2 separate regions of the Rattus norvegicus genome follow, and region 1 is linked to region 2. The links are chromatin contacts, called in public Hi-C maps. All regions are on one chromosome and are shown on one strand. The core of a region is the stretch at or near the end of the contact, and the rest is flanking DNA. Distances in the headings are between cores, read along the strand shown. Region 1 overlaps Tiam2 (TIAM Rac1 associated GEF 2). Region 2 overlaps Tiam2 (TIAM Rac1 associated GEF 2).

What was found. A called contact is a pair of places that touch in the nucleus more often than the background predicts.
Region 1: a Hi-C map of the A7r5 cell line shows a contact between it and region 2, with 1.5 times the contacts expected there. The contact joins two enhancer-like sites. A contact is called at or near these places in 2 of 12 Hi-C or Micro-C datasets (the A7r5 cell line and frontal cortex).

The regions. Positions count from the first base shown.
Region 1 is chr1:46,436,156-46,438,855 of GRCr8, forward strand. It overlaps Tiam2 (TIAM Rac1 associated GEF 2), which reads left to right. Exons shown (of 28, transcript NM_001427474.1): 7 at 386-610. Among named protein-coding and RNA genes, the nearest start is that of Cldn20, 100 kb to the right of the region's middle. Within about 2 kb of position 1,311, at least 4 of the 93 cell types and tissues checked have an H3K27ac peak or open chromatin away from gene starts, as enhancers often do. A contact at or near this core is called in the A7r5 cell line, where this site is marked.
Region 2 is chr1:46,331,878-46,334,778 of GRCr8, forward strand. All of the region lies in intron 1 of Tiam2 (TIAM Rac1 associated GEF 2), which reads left to right. Among named protein-coding and RNA genes, the nearest start is that of Tiam2, 9.9 kb to the left of the region's middle. Within about 2 kb of position 1,559, at least 20 of the 93 cell types and tissues checked have an H3K27ac peak or open chromatin away from gene starts, as enhancers often do. A contact at or near this core is called in the A7r5 cell line, where this site is marked.

The DNA.
Region 1 (2,700 bases), core at 61-2,560, 100 kb after region 2:
GCTCTCTTTCTCTGCTCTTAAACAGTCCACGACACAAAGCCAGGGAATGGAGCTCCCACTTTCAGCCTGGCCTTTTCATATCAAAGCAGTCAAGACTGTCTCATAGACATGCCCACAGGCCATATTAACCTACACAGTGCCTCACAGAGAGCTGTGCTGGGAGATCCTAGGCTGTACCAAGCTAGAAGTTAGAACCAGCCAGCATAGACGCTTGAACCTGAGCTGGGTGTTTACATTTGGGAAATTTAACATTTTTATTTTGTTTTTTGTTTTTTGCTTTTGTGAAGAGACCCCTTGGGTTTGACACATCAACACTTACTCTTCCACTTTGGAGAGAACTTTTCAGTTCAAATAATCTCAAACAGTTCCCCCATCCCATGTTTAGGCCACTAGCCAGACGGATCTGGAAAACTGGATCACTGCCATACACTCGGCGTGCGCATCCCTCTTTGCAAAGAAGCATGGGAAAGAAGACACGGTGCGGCTGCTGAAGAGCCAGACCAGAGGCCTGCTTCAGAAGATAGACATGGACAGCAAGATGAAGAAGATGGCAGAGCTGCAGCTGTCTGTGGTGAGCGACCCCAAGAACAGGAAGGCCATCGAAAACCAGGTACCGTTGATTGCGTGTGCTCTGGTAGCCTCCTACTGTGCCCCCATGTGAGTCATCTTCTCCCCTCTCAATTCTTCTCCCCGTGACTAATATTCTCCAATCTGCACATACTGATGTTTCTCAGAGATGCGTCTGATTTGAACGTGCGAAAATAACTATGAAATGGGAATCTTATTTCTAGGAACTGTATAATCTGGTTAGAAAGCACGTCTGGTAAGCATGACGGTAAGACCCTTCTAGAGTGGTAGATTAGGTGGGAGCTGGTGTAGTCTTCAAATGCTCTGAGAGGCCACAGGGTTGAGGTTGGGCTGGGAAAGAGGGAATGGTGAAGATGAGCTGCTGGAAGAAGATGAGTTATGCAGGGGAAGGGTTTCCAGGTGGGAGGAGGGCAGGGGCCATTTGGTTTAGGGTAGAAGTAGCAGGAAAGGTGGCTTGGGGCTCTTGTGCACACTAGCATAGTAGTGCTAAATTGTATGTATGATAAGTATGTGACACTTAGCTGGGATCCCGGCAGGTACACCATAACAAACTCCATAAACAAAGTGGTTTTTGAACAATAGAAAGTTATTGTTCATGCATCTGGAATCTGAAAGTCCTCCATCAAGCCATGGGCAGAGTCCATGCCGGATAAGGCCCACTTCCTTGGGTCTAGATGGTGTTGTCTTGCTTGGCTGTCTTTGGTGGAAACAGCAGAGGAATTCTCTGTGTTCTCTTTATGAGTGCATACTTACTCACCAGTGCTTAGCAACAAGAGACGACTCACCTCCCAGAAAGCACCATTCCCCAATTCTGTCACCTTGGGAATCAGGACCCTGACATGGAGACTGGGGAAGACACACAATTCGAGCCATTTTGATCTTGACGATAATGCTTAGTTGGGCTTATTTTATCCTCTGGCTGTGAGTTAGATTTTGAATACCTCCACATGTGTTGAAGGCTAGATCTCCTTTCAGCAGTGTCCACAGGAGGAACCTTACATCACAAGAACTGTGACATCATGGGCGGATTTAGTAGTAAAAGCATTAGGATCTGGGCCCTAGTTGGAGTATGCGATAAATGAGGGCCTGTAAACCAAGTTATTCAATTGTCTTGGCATATTTGATCAATAACTAAATCTACAGTATCACAGGGTGTAAATACCCTGTGTTTTAGGGCTCTTCTTAGGCTAATAATTTGCTTGATAATTTGTTTTCATTTTTTCTTGCTTTCCATAGTTTCATGCAAGGCCTCTTGAGCACACACAGCTTTTGAACACTGATTTGGTCCAGAATCTGTCCTTAATCCTTCAGCTTCTCTGAACTCTCACATACACACACTGACACATATACGTGGAGACACACACTCACACTGTCACTCATTCACATACAGACACACATACACAGAGACTCACACATTCACACTCTCACACACTCTTACATGCACTCACACACACACACACACACACTCCCCACATACTTTGTCCAATAGTTATCTGTGGTGTGCAGGGTGTGACTTTGTCTAGGGGCTGCTGTGAGTGGGAGCTGGAGGGATGAAAGCTACCCTGGCATGGTGTATGCTCTTCATCCTGCCTTAGTCCTGGGTACACAGCCACAGCATGGCTAGTATGGTTTGTGAAGTTCAGAGTCACTGAGTCCATAAGTCTCATACGATCTGTGTTGGGGAAAAGTATGGTGTTAGCTCCTTCTGTTTTCTTAAGCTGAGCTTCAGGACTAGGTGTTATTGCTCTGGAAGAGGGATGCCCAGTTTAGAGAGTTCTGATCCTTACACGTAAGGAGAGAAGGAATATTTGGCAACATTGAGAGGATTCTGGTTCTCTCTCCCCACCCCACCTCCGCCTCCCGTGTGTGTGTGTGTGTGATTGTCTCTCTGTCTGTCTGTCTGTCTGTCTGTCTGCTTGTCTGTATGTATGTATGTGCCTCTTTGTGGCCAGAGAGTCCTAAACAAATGCTTTTTTAAACAGTTAAATTTGGCTAAAGAGATGGATCGGTGGTTGAGAGCACTGTCTGCTTCTTCCATAGAGTCCGGGTTTAATTCCCAGCTCCCACTTGGCAACTCACAATATCTGTAACTCTAGTTTTAGGGGACCTGAT
Region 2 (2,901 bases), core at 309-2,808:
AAGGTCAGGGAGATCGTTCAATCAGTAAAGAGCTCGCCATTCGATCAAGAGGGCCTGAGTTTGAATCCCTAGCACCCGTGTAAAAAGCTGTGCATGGGGGCCTGTGCTAACCCCAGTGCTGGGGTGGGAAGAGACAGGGGATCCCTGGGGCTCACTGTCCAGCCCACATGGCCAAATGAGAGAGCTTCAGGATCAGTGTGAGGTCTCAACAACCTAGGTGAAGAATAACTTTTGACCTCTATGTGCATGTAAATACATGTGAATATGTGCACATATACATTGTACACACACACACACACACACACACACACACACATGAGTCAACAGTCATGGATTCTTGCCTCTCTGACCAGTTACGAGTCACCGCGGGTCCTACAAAGTCCGACCACTCTCTGCTGGTGTGAGTCTCTCACTGAACCTGGAGCTAGAGCAGTGGCCAGAAAATTCTACAGTCTCTACCCCCACAGCACTGAGGTTTATAGGCACATGGGCAGCCATGGTGTGAGTCTGGGGTGTAGACTGTGGTCCATGTGTGGCCAGGGTTCTTACCCCCTGAGCTGTATCCCTAGTCCCTTCTTTATTTTGTTATTGTGCCCTATTGCTTGAGCGCTCTCTCTCCCTCTACTCTCCCTCCCCCTGTGTGTGCATGGGTACATGCTATCTTTTCACACATTCTCTTCTTCACTGTGACTTTGGGGACTGAATTCATGGTGTCAGGCTTGCACCCACCCACCTTTTTGGCCCCATACTGTCACTTTAATAAGGCAATTATTATTATGTGCAGATGAGTGTTTTGGCTGAATGCGTGTAAGGGCACTGCATGTATGCTTGGCTTCTGCCAAATCCAGGAGAAGCACCAGATCTTCTAGAATTGGAGTTACAGGTGGTCGTGAGATGCCATGTAGGTGTTGGGAACTGAACCCAGGTCCTCTGCAAGAGCAACAAGTATTCTTCTTTGCTGAGGCCTCTATCCTAATTTTTTTTCCCTTGAGATACAGTCTTACTATGTAGCCCAGGCTGGCCTCAAAACAAAACAACAACAACCAAAACAAAACAAAAAACAAACCAAAAAAAAAACCCTCCCAAAAGCCCCCCAAATCTTTTATTTCTTGCCATTGTTCTTGACTCTGTCCCATGGGTACTGAGGATTGGACTCAAGTCCTCATGTTTGCACAGCAAAGCTCTGTGCCCATTGAGCCCTCCTGCCCATGTACCCTAAGTGACAACTGGGAAGCTGAGGACTGTTTGTTTTTTGGTGCTGCCCAGCAGATGTGAGGCTGAACCCTTGGAGGCAACATAGCCGCACTGACGTTTGTGTACCCCACCCCCACCCCTCTTTGTAGTGCTCCTATGCCATGACTGCAGACGCATTTATGGTAGGAATGTGTGGTTGGTAGGAATTTAAGCCACATAGAGATCTCCATGACAACCTTAACATTTTTACCATTGCATTGGGGCAGCAAATCCATGAAACTATTGCAGCTCCCCTGTGACTCACAGGTGACAAGGTTTGTACTGGGTAACGTCCTCCCTGTCCTTTTCCCTTTCTGTCTCTGCCCCCACCTTCTTGTCCCCCATTCACTGCCTCCAGCTATGGCCACGTGGTCCAGGCTTGCCCTGAACCTCTCCATCCATCCCAGTGCTTCTGTGGCAAGCATACACTTGATGGGTTTGTTTTCTTAAACCTTGGGAAGAGCTACAAACACTGATTAAATTTAGAAACCGTCTCTGCAGGCCTTGTTAGTCATCGGTGATCCCTCTGACACATGAAATGATATCAAAAGGTTCCTGTTTTTAAGATGAGCCTGTCATTAAGGAGCTCGTGGGAACTGTAGGATTCGCACTGGTAGGGAAACCTTGAGGACAGGGCATCGTCTGGTGCGTGAATTCGTTTTCTCCCTTAGGCCCAAGCTGCAGAGCCACCGTGATCCTAAAGTGTCTCAAGTTTTGCATACCCTGATTTGTCACCCTTGTGACTCTCAGCTTTGTCTCCCATTAAAGTCATTGAGTATGAGGTTGGAATTTTGAAGCAGCCTGGACAGTTGCTTCAGCCCAGCTCTGCTCTGTGCTGAGGCCTAGTGACTAGCTCAGGGAGTTGAGTTGACCTACTTTTCCTCCTGGGAGGTGCGTCTCACAGTCGTTTGCCCTGGGCGGCGTATGTAACTCGAACATGTGCTAAGCATGATTTTAGTTCCATGGGGATAGCCCTCTGTTTTAATATCTTATCTGACCCGCACAACTCCATTTAATTGCAGCTGTTTTGATATTGGGCCAAGTCACTAAAAACTAGTGGACTCCCTGCGGGGGACAGTAAACTTTTGATGGCCATCCCAGTAAAAGTGGAATTCTTCTGCAAATAGATGCTTTTTTTTTTTTTTCAAGAATTCTTCTTGTAAAAAAGCACAGGGAAGTTGGCAGTCTTTGGGTGCTTTCGGGAGGGGTTGTGGTGAGTGCCAAATGGCATAGCTACTGTATGCTTGGAAAATGTTAACGAGAGGCTGGGCTCCTCTGAATGTGTGTCTTGGCCTTTCGAGATAGCTGCCATGTAGGAAGAACCATCTTTTAAAACCAAATGTAGACCTTGGTCATCCTCCAAGGGGAGTGTTGTAAATATATCCAGGCTGATACTCAGGGGTTTTCTTTGTAGAAAGAAAAGAGGGGGTGTTTAAATAGAACCATGAAGTGTTTGAGCAGGGCCCACAATTTTGAAGAGGTGCTCTTTTCTTCAAGACGAGGTTCCTGTAAACATTGTGTTTCTGGTCCCGTTTCTCTCTGTACCTCCCCCGTAGTGTGGAACCCCTCCCTTCAAGGCCATTTTGGGGGAGGGGTGGTGCTAGGACTAGAGACTGCTGTGTTGTACATGTTAGGCAAATAATCCTGCTGATGTCACTGTCCCCTTTA